Linked DNA regions of Gossypium hirsutum: region 2 is linked to region 1. Evidence: chromatin contacts called from public Hi-C data. All regions are on one chromosome and are shown on one strand. Each heading gives the region's core, a stretch centred on a gene start, on an enhancer-like site or on the middle of the called end of the contact. The rest is flanking DNA. Distances are from core to core; before and after follow the strand shown.

Region 1 (6,559 bases), core at 1,513-4,012:
TTTTCACCAAATGAAGAGGTACAACAATTTCCAAATCGGGTAAATGGGGCAAACACCCACGGATTATCCGCCAACTCTTTTGCCTCTTTTTCTTTTGTTCTGCCATGACTTTGAGCTTTCCTTCCCTAATTTTCTATTATATATATAGAAAAGGAAAAAATCAACTACGCCAATCAATGACCACTTTTTTTTTTTCTCTCTCTTTTCCTTTTTCTTGTTTAAAAAGGTGATTGGGATGTAATATTTTTCCACGCAGAAGTAATGCATTTCCATCTGTACAACTAGTCTAAAATGTAGGTCCCTTTTTGCTTTTTGCTTTTTTAATTTTTTATTGATTACAATAATGAAGTTTTGGTTTATTCACAAGCTTAATATTTAACTTCTTATATTTGTGTCTTCACATAAATTATATATATTTATATTAACATTACTTAATTCTCACACATGAATGGGTTTTTGTTTTTTAATCTACTCAATATGTTTTGTTATTTTAATTATAATGATTCTAATGTTATATTATGTGTAATTATACTTATGATTGTATCTGTAATGTAATAAATATATTTATCATAACTTTATGTTAAAAATAATCATTGGTTGAAATGAGTCTCGTGAGTTTAAATTTCATTATGATTAATTTTTTATTAATTTTATAAAATATATATATACAAAAATATCTTTATATATAAAAGGTTATATTAATATTTTTCTAACCGAATTGATTTTTAAATTTACTTGTGTTGTCAACCCACTCAAAAGATTAAATATAAATATATTTGAAAATTATTCTAATAATATTTTATTTAAATTGATATCAGATTAGTTCATGAAATTTAAACCCTAAAGCAAAACTTGTTTTATTCATCTCTTCTCGATATTTTTTTTATTTAATGCAATATTTCCAATTTTTAAAAATAATTTTATAATTACACAGATCATTTTACATATTTGAGATCCCAGGGTAAAAATAAAAAAGCTTCAAAGGTAGTTAACGATATTCCATTATAGTGATGGAGAAAAATAGCAGAATAACATTGACAACTGACTGCATTTGTGGGTCAGAAAGAAGACTACATTTTATCTATTTACTAATCAACCACTACAAATTAAAATGATTAAAAAAGGCATTCTCACAAACTTTAACCTTACCTTTATCTTCTTGAACAAGTAAAGCCTCCATCACCACAAAAGGTGGTGGGGTGGGGGACTATCTTCATACATATCAAGATGGATTCTAAACTCAATCTTTTTTTCTTTTTTTTTTTACATTATTATTTTATTTCATGGTAGATGTTAGATTTTAGGTAATTATTTGTTTGATTAAGGAAAATGTTGTTTACCTCTACCTGGTTTCCTCCATTTGTAATTGAAAGTTTTGCAGCAAATATTGAGAAGAATATGGGGCTTTCATATTACTTATTTGTAGAATATGTGGGATTTGAAACGGGTAAATTGCATCTTTCATAAAGAAAGTTTGAAAAAAAGAAAGAAAAGAAATTTACTAATTTTTTTATCTTGTACAATGCATGGATTAGATTACATGTATCAATTTTAGTATTTTATATTTATTTATTATAATATTATTATAATATTTGTAACATTTTGAATAATACTATGATTGAAAAAAATTGATAGGGAAAATTCATTAATTCATTCAATGAATGAGACCATATAATTCAATGGGGAAAAACAACAAACACCCGTTGTACGCGCTAGAGAACAAATTCCATCAACACAACAAAAGTTTCAGCTTCAGCATCAATAGAACATTATGGCATGTTAACAATTGGTTCTATCACAACTCAAGCACAACATATCAATAGTGATTGTAAGCACTTAATACAATAAGAAAATCAACCCCGGGTGGTCCAAAACGGCGGCCATAAATCTGCAAAAGAATTAAGTATTCACCAAAATAGAGAGGATGACGACAAAACCAACGCTAAAATCACTTACAAAAGCAAAACTACATGCATAAGCAAAGCCTAAAAAACGAATTATAAGAGTAGAAAGAAGAACTTTTAAAAGTTAAGACAACAGGAGTTTAAACTGACTCATGAAATTATTTATTATTCTGAAATATTCTCAAAATAGAAATAGATTAAAAAGTCAACAAAAAGCTACTCACTGTCTAAAAGAAACTATTAGTGGTTGGTGGTATTTCAACAATGATAGGCACCGTCGTCTGTCCATTACAACTTGTGAAGATAATAAAGATATCTACAAAATAGATTTGTAAATTGTTTTAGAGAAAAGAAGCGTGGAGTAAATGAGAAGAAGAAGAAGAAGAAAAAAAGGTTGGTGGACAAAAGAAAAAGGTGGCTGTAACTAGACAAAAACAAAAAGATAAAAAGCATGGTTGAAAAATTTTTAAATAATATAAATGTTTATTTTTTAAAATTATGATAGTTTGCATTATGATAAATATAAAAATCAATAAAATTACACCCAATACATATAAATATTCATGCAATATTAAGAAAATGTTTTTTTTAAATCACTTTAATTCACATGCCATTATACGTTATAAATATAGCAAATAATATCATTGAAACTATGGTTAAATATAATATATACATAAGAATATAACATTTGGAATATATAAAAATTAATTTCACATAACTATAGCTAATATGACATAAATACAACAATTAAAAAATAAAAATTGGCTAGTAAAATAAACTTAAAACTAAGGAATTATACCAAGCCCAATTTTTGGGCTAAAACCTTGCTTGGCCAAGTTGAGATGACGGAGTGGCCTGTTGGGTAGCTCAATCCGGTTCGGGTTCAAACCGAGTCCTTTGACCTAGGTCAAGGCTTGAAAGAGAAGGCTTTACTTTTTTAATTCATTTCCTCCCTATCTTCAAAAACAATTATTCTTTCTCTTTTTTTTTTAAAAAAAAAAAGCCTTAGCTGCCTGCAGTTAGCTACCGTTGCTTAGTCCGCCATGCTCCGAGGCTTTCGCCGGTTGGAATATAAAAGTTGCAAATTAATGATTTGAAAATCAATAGAATTATTAAAATCAAATTTAATTAACTGAATTAGATTGATTAAATTGAGTATTGCTATTAATTGGACACTGTCTGCTGCAGTGAGAATGCGTGTAAACCTGTAGAAGGCCATATTTTAGGCCCATTAAAGCATCATTCAAGAAGGCAGCTTTAAAGTTGAAAAGATTTAAGAGGAAAGTAAGCTCCAGTCTTATGTACAGAAAGCCCAACTTGATCTTCAAAGTTTAATGAAATACAGAAATACATTGTTTTGTTTGTACCAAATGACGAGTACCTCGAGTTATAAGCTAAATTTCCTATTTTAGATTATAATTAAATAATGATAACTTAAATTTTAAATGAACTACCATTTTTCTTTTAATATGTTTATACAATATGTGATATTAAAAGTTGGAGATGATTTTCATGATATATCAAACTTAGTTAACGAGATTCGAGAGTATTTAGAAAGTTTGAGGCAAGATTTGAGCTCGAGCATCAATAACGTAGTGTGAGTTTAGACTTCTTAGTGATGGAGGGAGTTTACATAAGGAGGAGCTTGATGTGGACCTTTTTGGACAAGTGTTCTAGTACATGGGATTGGTAGTAGAATCATGGAGGCTTTTTATTAAGAATGGATAGGATGTAATTTGGTTACATCATGGAGTGATGGTAATGAAGTTATGAGTTATTTATTGTATATAGACTTAAATATGATAAGAGATCTCAAAATGGATCTTGATATAATCCTAATAGTTTTCTATTGAAAAAATCATTTTTCAAACAAACTTCTTTTTAATCAAAGTGGTTGATTTGACAAAATACCTCAGTTAAAATCCTTATGTATAACAAATATTAAATTTAAATAACAAAGTATTTGCAATCTTAAACATAAACAACAGTCATTTTAGGTAAAACATTTTAGACTATTTTGGTTTAAATCAAGTAAAGTTTGGGTTAAGAAAATTTCAAATAGATAAGCACTACTTTCATGTTTTTTTTTTTTGGCTAAGTTCAAGAAAGGGATAGCAAATAGCAAAGCAAGATGTTGAATCTATGAGACTTCTTACCATGAATTAATGCATGAATCATAGCAGGGGAAAAAGGAAATTTGATTTTCCTCTGGTTTATGGGTCGAGACGAATTTTAGTCTTAAATCTGAACTTGATTTTATTTGTTCAAATGATTCATTTTATTCTTTTAAAAAAAATAATAAAAACATATCAAAGTTAAAATCTATAAATCTAAATTTGATTTAAAACAAATCGAAAGGACTACTTAATCCATAAACACTTGTATAGCTAAGTTCCAAACTCAATTTTGTTACAATAGAGCAGCCAAGTTGGCAAATACAGGTTTGATTTTATCTTTATCTTCTCAAGCCATTGCCATCAAAGAGGCTTTAATACAGCTATCCCTATATGGATCCACTGTTTTACCAAGAATGAAATGTCAAATATGAGTTAACACGGTACCATAGCTTTTCCATCTTATAAAAAATATTTTAATTATTCAATTTCTGATTTATTAATAATTGTGTTATATAAATATTCAATATTCGTCGGACTTTTCATATCATTGTTAGAGAAATTATTTTATGGACTTTTTTTCACCACATGATCTATAGTCTCTTTCTAATTATTTAATAATATTTCAGTAATTTTTTCATATAATCTATATATAATTTTGGTAACTTTTTTACTCCAAACTTTGGACTATGGACAAAAAAATTTATCAATTAGGGTTAGCTCAACTTCAGTTATTAATTAATAATAATAATAAACATTTTCAATTTAAATTTAATTATAAAAGCGACTAACTTACCATTAAATGTTAAAAAAATAAAATATTTACGGGACTAGGCCGATTAAATGAAAAAGGATGGGAATAGGCCAATTTTTGAAAAACGCTTCCAATTAGAAGCATTTTCAGGTGATACACAGAAAAATACTTCCAGCTGAAAGCTCTTTTTGCCATATTTCAGCAAAAGCGCTTCCAGCAAGAAACTCTTTTCCCTTGATTTTTCCAGCGTCGTTTTTAAGGGGTTAGGGTTTTGTTTATTTAAATTAGGATTTAGGGTTTTGTTTATTTAAAGTAGGGTTTAGGGTTTTTTTGAGATTTTTAATTAATTATTTTGTAATAATTTTTTGAGATGTTAAATAATAATTTAATTTAAAATTAAAAAATATTGTATTTTTACACCAATCGCATATTCGAATCCCGAAAAATTGAATTAGATTCATAATCGAAACTCTATCTACTTTGCAGGAATAAAATATTAATTATTAATTTTTTTTGCCTTCTTAGTATTGACAGAAATGTGGTTCTTCTCATGACGAATTACAGAATTTGTCATTGATAATTTTAAAAAAATGAATACTTTGTATTAGAAAAATATTTTAGGAAAATGTTAGGATAATTTAAATAAATAAAATTGAGACAGCAAAAAAAAAATAGAGAATTTAATTGGGTTTTGAGAGGAATTTGGGAGAGAATTGATAATATGAAAGAGAGTTGAGATTGAATTGGAAAAAAAATGAAATGGGAGGGTTTATAGGATTTTTTTTTACCGTTGGGGGAGGGAACGGCTAATTAAATAGCCGTTGAAAGTAGGTGACTGTTGGAGGAAAAGAGCTTCCAGCTAGAAGCACTGTTCTGCATATTACCTGAAAAAGATTACAACTGAAAGCGTTTTTTCAAAAATTGACCAATTCCCATCACTTTTCATTCAATCGGCCTAATCTTGTAAATATTTATCGGTAAATTAGACTATAAAAGCATACACGTTAATAAAATAATTTTTTAAAGCCTAAAAAAAGACCCGTACAAGAAAATTATCTTAATTTAGATTGTTGCAATTAATGAATAAGTCTAATTCAAATTACAATATCCCAAATCTCTAATTATCCATCCTACCATATATATAACCATGTTAAGGCTTAGCAAAAAAAAAAAACCATGTTTAGGTAATATAATTACTAGGGTTTATTATTTTTAGTGAAAACAATTTCCTTTAATAATATAAACACACCACAAATTTAAACCATTGTTGTAAATCATATTATATATATAACAGAAGCATCCTGAGTTATAGATTAATTATAAATTAAAATATTTATTCTTTGAATTTCAAATTATTTATTTAAAATTAAATTTATTCTCATTAATGATTTGTTATTACATTAATTATAAATTTCTAAATTATTAAATATTTTTAAAAAAATTCTGTTTATTACTTTATGTTGAGTTGTAATTTATACTACTAACACAATTTATAACTAAACCAATTAATTAGTATAATAGTAAAAGTGAATATATTTACTGCTTATAATTTCAACAATTTATTTTATATTAAAACTTATTTGCCATGTACTTTTGTCTTTGAAAACAGTAGAATTTTTATTTTTAAAATAAATTAATATCATATACAACAATAACACATTAAATAAAATATATTTGCTTTTAAATGTCAATGTAATGGCGTAAATTCAATGTTATCGGAACAGTGGTTTCGTAACCATAGATCCGATTTAAAGAGAAATTTATTTCAATATTTTTGCTTGAAAATT
Region 2 (6,559 bases), core at 1,661-4,160, 49 kb before region 1:
TGCCCTGATGACCCGTAAGCATATATCATTGCATTGTACACAAAAGACTCGAGAGGTATTTCCGCTTTTATGATGGCGTCACAAGATTTGAGTGCATAAGCATGTAAACCTACTAAAGAAAAAACAGTAATGATAACAGCTTGTCTTGCATATGGTTTCCCTTCCTGGTATGATGATTCTAGTTGTGTTACGGCTTCAATCGGAATGCCTCCCTTCTTGAGTGACGTTAATAGTACATTAAAGGATCCCATGTCGGGTAAAATCTTTCGGTTAATCATTTCATGCAACAATTCACCACATCCACGCAACTGGCCATTAGTGACATAGCATGCCATCACCTTATTGTATGAAGAACAGTCCCTTAACAAACCAGACTGTTTCATCTCATCTGCAACATCAATCGCTTCGTCGAGCATACCCATGCTTTTGTACAAATACATCATAGCTGCAAACGAAAACCCATCCGCGCCACCATTTTCTTTCAGATTGTCAAAAATACATCTGGCTTCAGATACCATCCCTAGATCTGCGTAAAGATTAAGCATACTATTTGATGCAACAATATCTGGACCACCCTCTAGATCCTTAATCTTTTCGTAAGCACGTTTTGCTCCTTCCAAACACCCGACCTTGGTATAAGCCTTAATCAGTGAAGTTAGCACTATCTTGTTTGCTGATATACCAGATTCTTCCATCATGCGAAAATACTGAAGAGCTTCTTCAACACCACCAGTTTCAGCAAATCCATTGATTAAGGACCCAAAAACAATTTCGTTAGGCTTCACCCCTGCACTGATCATTTCTTGGTACACATCAACAGCATCAGAAAGCTGGCCAAGACGGGCATAGCATGCAATAAGAGAGGAATATGTTTGACACTTTGGTTTTAATCCTGCTGCTCGCATTTCACCTAAGAGGTCTCTTGCGTGATCCACTAAATCACCTCCAGAAAACATTTGAATTAGGGAATTATAAGTGCATTCGTCAGGCCAAGTCCCATGATTCCTCATGCTCTTGAAGAGAGAATAAGCTTTATCGTAAAGTTCCGCTTTGCCATAGGCTTTGACCATGACATTATACTCGAGAACACTTCTGTTCTGCCTCGGACTATCTCTTTTGCCATAAAATACAGCCTCAGCTTCAGACCAAAGCCCCCTTTCAGCATAAGCATCTATAATTGCAGCACTTGTCTTGGATGAAAGCTCATGATCCAAAATGAACTTTTCAAAAAGCATCTTCGCTCGGTCAAGCAGTCCTTCAGCAATATACATCTTTATAATTACAGGAAGAGACTGCTCATCAATGTCAATACCAAATTCCTCCATTTCTTCAATCACAGTCTCCGCTTCTTGAACCATATTCCTCTCGCACAATATATGAAGAACAGTTCTGTGAGTTACAATATCAGGGAAAAGACCTACTTTTCTGATTTTCCTATAATATTCCAGGGCTGCTTCAATATTTCCTGCACCAGCATACAAAGACAAAAAGATGTTATAAGTCTTCGTGTCAGGAGGTATTCCCCTTTCTTCCATCTTAGCAAGCAAGGATTCGGCCTCCAATAAATGACCATGACTTCCACATGTAAAGATCATAGTGTTAAAGGTGATCGTATCCATTGCCACACCGGATTTCAACATTTCAGCAAACACATCCGCCGCATCTTTGAGGCGACCTGCTTTTCCATACAAATCAATCAAAGTATTGTATGTAGACGTTAGTCGTGGCTTTCTCACAGAACTTTCTGTATCTGGTGAACCTGAAGTTCCCGAAACAGGACTTCTACCACCTGTCCTGAATAGCTCAGTGGACAGAAACTGCTTAAAGCTAATGGCTGAACCAGACCCATTGTCTAAAACAATCATCGAATCCAACTCGATATCATTCAAGTCCACCCTGCCAATGCACCAATCCTTATAAAACGTATCTGCCCTATCAAAATCCCCAGCATCCTTGAGAACCCTAACAACCGTATTCATGGTTACTTCGTCAGGGTAAAGTCCCCTAAGTCTCATATGCTTAATCCAGAGCAAAGCTTCTTTCACCATACCAGCCTTCCCATAAACATCAACAAGCATACCGTAAGTATTATTAGTAGGCAAGACACCGTTTTTCGCCATTTCAATCCAACAAAGCCTCAACTTATCCCATTTTTGAGCTCTCCCCAGCGCTCGAAGCACGATATTATAATGAATTACATTCGGCACATAATCTTTCAATGATTTGAAAAACTCAAAAACATGAATAAGCCTCTCACAGTTACTCTGTTCTTTGAGTACCACAGTCTGTTCTTTAGGACTCAAATTCTCACAAACCGAAGCGAGGGTTTTATCTAAATTCTTATCGGAATCCAAAGACCTAAGAATCGAAGGCAAAACACCTCCATACCTCTTCTTTTTGACATTACTCCAAGAGCTTCTAGCAGGCAAAAACAGGGTTTTGGAATGACAGTATAGCTTAAACTCTAGATGAAACCTAAATCCTCTTGAATTCAGCATCTGGGAATAAAAGTTTACGCTTGTACGTAGTCCTGGCTCAAGCAAATTTAGGTTATTAGAAAATCTTGAGTCATTGAATTTAAACCCGGTAAAAGCTCTAGCAACGCAAGGAAAATGGAGGGGAGGGAACTTACTGGGCAAAACCAAGATGTGAGGTCGGAAACTTTCACGACTCAATTCTCCTGAACTGTAACTCCGAATCATTTTGTGGGTATTGGGGGTTTTCCTTTGGGTGGGGTTTTCGTGGGGATTTAGGGTTTTAGGGTGAGTGCATTTGGTAGGGTTTTGGTGGTGCTCCGCTCAGCTGGACATTGGGTTTTTAGCATTTAAGGAGAATTGGATTTGGAGTTAGCACGTCAGCATTCGCCACAAAGGCATTAGAGTCGGTGTTAGGGTTGGTATTGATTCCGTTCAGTCGAATTTTTTAATTGTTTATATAATTTTTTATATTAATTTTCAGATTTATTATTTGACAAAATTTTAAAATGTTTTTATAAATATTTAAAAATTATTTTTAAATTATTTTCATTATTTTAAATATAAAATATTTATTTTTATACTATAAAAAATAAAATTAATTATATATTAAATAATTTTAAATTTATATTTCATAAATTATGTTTTGTTTTTTTTTGACAAACATAAATTATCTATATATCTTGATTCGGGTTGATTTTTGGTTTTGTAAATTTTTTTCTCTAGTGTTACCAAAGCGAAACCAACACTCAACAAGTTTACAAAAGCAAATGTATAAATTAAGTTAAGTCTATCAATATTTCATTAACAAATGATTGATCAATTTAATTTTACTTTAAATCGAATTATTTAAAATAATTAATTTAATAAAAAATGATAAATTGAATGTATGAATTAAGTTAGTTTGCACTGACTTTTGCTCAACTACAACAAATTTACAACCTTTTATTTAATTTTAAAATTATTATTACTAAAAAGTGCAACACATATTTTTATTTACATTAATGGAGGTTTGTTGTGTTTTTTTAGAGGTGTAAGGGGAATAAGGTGTCATTATGAGTATTCTTTCAAAATTGTTGCATATGGCAGTGATGCAAGGAGTTTTCAAGTTTCATCCTACATGTCTTAAGAGTTCATCTTACTCATCTTTCATTTGTTGATGATCTTATTCTTGCAAATGGCACAATTAATTTAGTTATTGGTATTTGGTGCATTCTTCAAGAGTTCTACTATTTTTCTGGTTTGCAACTTAATGTTTCTAAGACTGAGATCTTTGCTGCTGGTATGAGGATGATTTAGTAATTGTGCAAAGGGTCACTGGTTTTAAGTTGGGAAGGTTGCCTGTAAGCTATTTGGGTGTGCCTCGGGTTTCTAGGAAGCTGTCTATTAATGATTGTAATTCTCTTTTGGAGAAAATTCAGGCAAGAGTCAATGGTTAGGCGACTTGACATCTTAGCTATGCTGGTCGGTTGTAGCTTATCAAATCTGTAGTCTTCAACATTCAGGCTTTTTGGTGTAGACAATTCTTAATGCCTGCAGCTGTGCTAAGAAGAATTAATCAAATCTACACCAGATTCTTTTGAAAGGGGAAAGATTTTGCAGCTACTGGTGCTAGAATTTGCTGGTAGTCAATTTGCTTACTCAAGGCTGAAGGTGGCTTAGGATTGAGAAGCTTGGTTGACTGGAATAAGGCTTGCATTCTACAAAAAATCAAGGCCCGTCTTACCGAAGAGGTCCTCCTTTAGATTGCTTGGGTTCGGGCTTATGTTTTGAAGGGAGGGAGCTTTTGGGATGCTACTTGTAATTGATCTGCCAGTAGCTAGAATTGGAGAAGATTTCTTAAAGCTAAAAGACATTGTTGCTAGGTTGCCTGCTGGCAATATTGCTACTTTAAAGATTTTGGGGGAGATTCGAGTAAAAAATAATAAAGTTCCATGGCATTAGCTGATCCGGTTTGCCTTGCATATTCCAAAGCAGTCGATCATTGCTTGGATGGTTGTGTTAAATAGGCTTCCAACTAAAGATAAGCTTTCTTCTCAAGGTCTCAATGTTGATATGGTATGCTTATTGTGCAACAGGGCTGAGGAGTCTAGGGATCACATGTTATAATTATTATTGTCTATTCTAAGAAGATTTGGGGCTTTGCAACTTTGACAGGGTTGTTGGCCATTGGAGACAAGAGCTTTCATGGACTATTACGTGGTTTAAAGGCAAGTTTCGTATTGAAAGAGATTACACAGACGAAATTGATCAATAAAAAGAATACTATTAATATTTATCTTTGTACAAATTAGGAATTAGTTAAATTTTAATTGTATAGAATTATTATTCTTTTGTAAGACTGCTTTTGCACTCAAATAAATGAAATTCACTGACAAAAACCAAAAAAAAAAATCCACAAACATGTTATAATATTATTATGTCTCCCCATTTTTCTTTAATCACTGTAGTTTATAAAATGGGATTAAAAATTATTGTAACTCAACCTAACTCACAAACGACCTAATCGATCAAAACGATAATACATTGTGACTAAAATTTTTGCAATAATAATAATAAACAAGGGCAGCTTTTAATATTCTGTAAATAGTTCTGGAAGTACATAAGTATTGGGATAATTTAATACTTAGGCTCTAAATCGTATCCAGTGATATACAAATACAATCAATTTTATATCTCAATCAAACAAAATTAAATTATTTGGACGCCATTTGGAAAATCTTGGTGAAGGTTTGCTAACCCCTGATAAAACAAAGTGGCCCCCGTCAGCAAAAAACATTTCTGAACAGCAAATTAAATGAATAAGCAAAGAAAAGCCACCTATGAGGTAAGGGAGAAGAACAAAAAAACTTGTAGCCAAAAGCCCTAGTCCACCTACAATTTGTATCGCAAATACCCCCCATTTTCGATTACCACCTCCCGTCTCATAGTGCTGACATCATGGTTCTTCTTGTAGCCTCCCGCTTCATCTCAGCTGCTTTACCACTACCTCGGAAATACATATATACTTGCTGCAAATCCAAAAAAGAGATCGATGAGGCTTATGTTATTTCGGTGAGAGTGTCAGATACGGTTATATATAAAGAGTCGAAGGGTATAGACAAGAGAGGGATAAGTGGACCTGAATAACCCAGATGCTGACAAGTGATTCACAGCAAAAAAATGCAAAACCGACGAAGTATAATATCTGCAAGTTGAAATGAAGCAAAGACTCAAGGCTATATGATTCATAAAAAGTAAAATCATGATCCTAAACAGTACTGATAAGGGCGATAATGTAATCAAAAATTGACTATGGCAATGGCAGCCTAATGGTATGAACTTACCCCAAGCACATAATTATAGCTAAAGAGATCCAAAGCAGGTAAAATACCTCTGCACAAAGAATTACACCATTAAGACATCAGCTATAGATAGATCATAAATGTGATGGGATATTTAGAGATAGACTTGACCAACTTACGCAAGGGATTTTCCCTTGAAAATAAATGGAGGAGCAATTGCAGCAAGGACGCAAAATAATATATGGAACTGCAAGGAGGAAAAGAAGTCGGAAATGAGGTCTTTTCCACCATATGTTCGATGAATATTGAACAATTTCAATGAGAAAGCAATAAGCTTACCACGTAAACGAAGAAAAAGGATCCAAATTTTAACGCACTATCAGTCCTGTAAAAGGAGTTCGTACATAATTATATCCGATACAACTACAGATCCGGGTAAAGTATATCTAAGTGCATGACTAAAAGTGGCATTTCTAAATAATTCCTATAATTTTATTTTGGTTACAATGATATACTAGTATTCATAACTTATTCAAATTCAATTTAAAAAAAATTGAATTTGATTTGATAATCAATGAGTTAAGCTCAAGCTCGAAAAACTTGAGCTATCAATTAAACCGAATTCGAATTCTGTAATACTTGATCCAAACACCTCCGAATCTAATCAAACTTACATTTTAATGTATATTTATATTATGAAATTACATTTTTACTCTTCCTATATAAAAAGAGGTCAAGTACATAAGAGTTCAAACTTAAATACGAACGAGCTTAATCAAGTTTGAACTTAATAGTTCATTC

What was found. Hi-C and Micro-C count contacts between places; a contact is called where the count stands out from the background.
Region 2: a contact with region 1 is called in a Hi-C map of leaf, with 5 times the contacts expected there. The contact joins the promoter of LOC107948986 here to the enhancer-like site in region 1. A contact is called at or near these places in 15 of 34 Hi-C or Micro-C datasets (anther, callus, hypocotyl and 2 more).

The regions. Positions count from the first base shown.
Region 1 is chrA04:82,233,459-82,240,017 of Gossypium_hirsutum_v2.1, reverse strand. No RefSeq gene overlaps it. Among protein-coding and RNA genes, the nearest start is that of LOC121228221, 11 kb to the right of the region's middle. Within about 2 kb of position 2,762, at least 3 of the 9 cell types and tissues checked have an H3K27ac peak or open chromatin away from gene starts, as enhancers often do. A contact at or near this core is called in hypocotyl and leaf, where this site is marked.
Region 2 is chrA04:82,282,845-82,289,403 of Gossypium_hirsutum_v2.1, reverse strand. It overlaps LOC107948986 (pentatricopeptide repeat-containing protein At1g73710), which reads right to left and starts at 2,910. Exons shown (of 2, transcript XM_016883676.2): 1 at 2,633-2,910; 2 at 1-2,530. The coding sequence starts at 2,702. It overlaps LOC107948985 (secretory carrier-associated membrane protein 1), which reads right to left. Exons shown (of 14, transcript XM_041111536.1): 9 at 6,098-6,143; 10 at 5,938-6,005; 11 at 5,801-5,849; 12 at 5,596-5,661; 13 at 5,353-5,485; 14 at 5,028-5,216. The coding sequence ends at 5,399.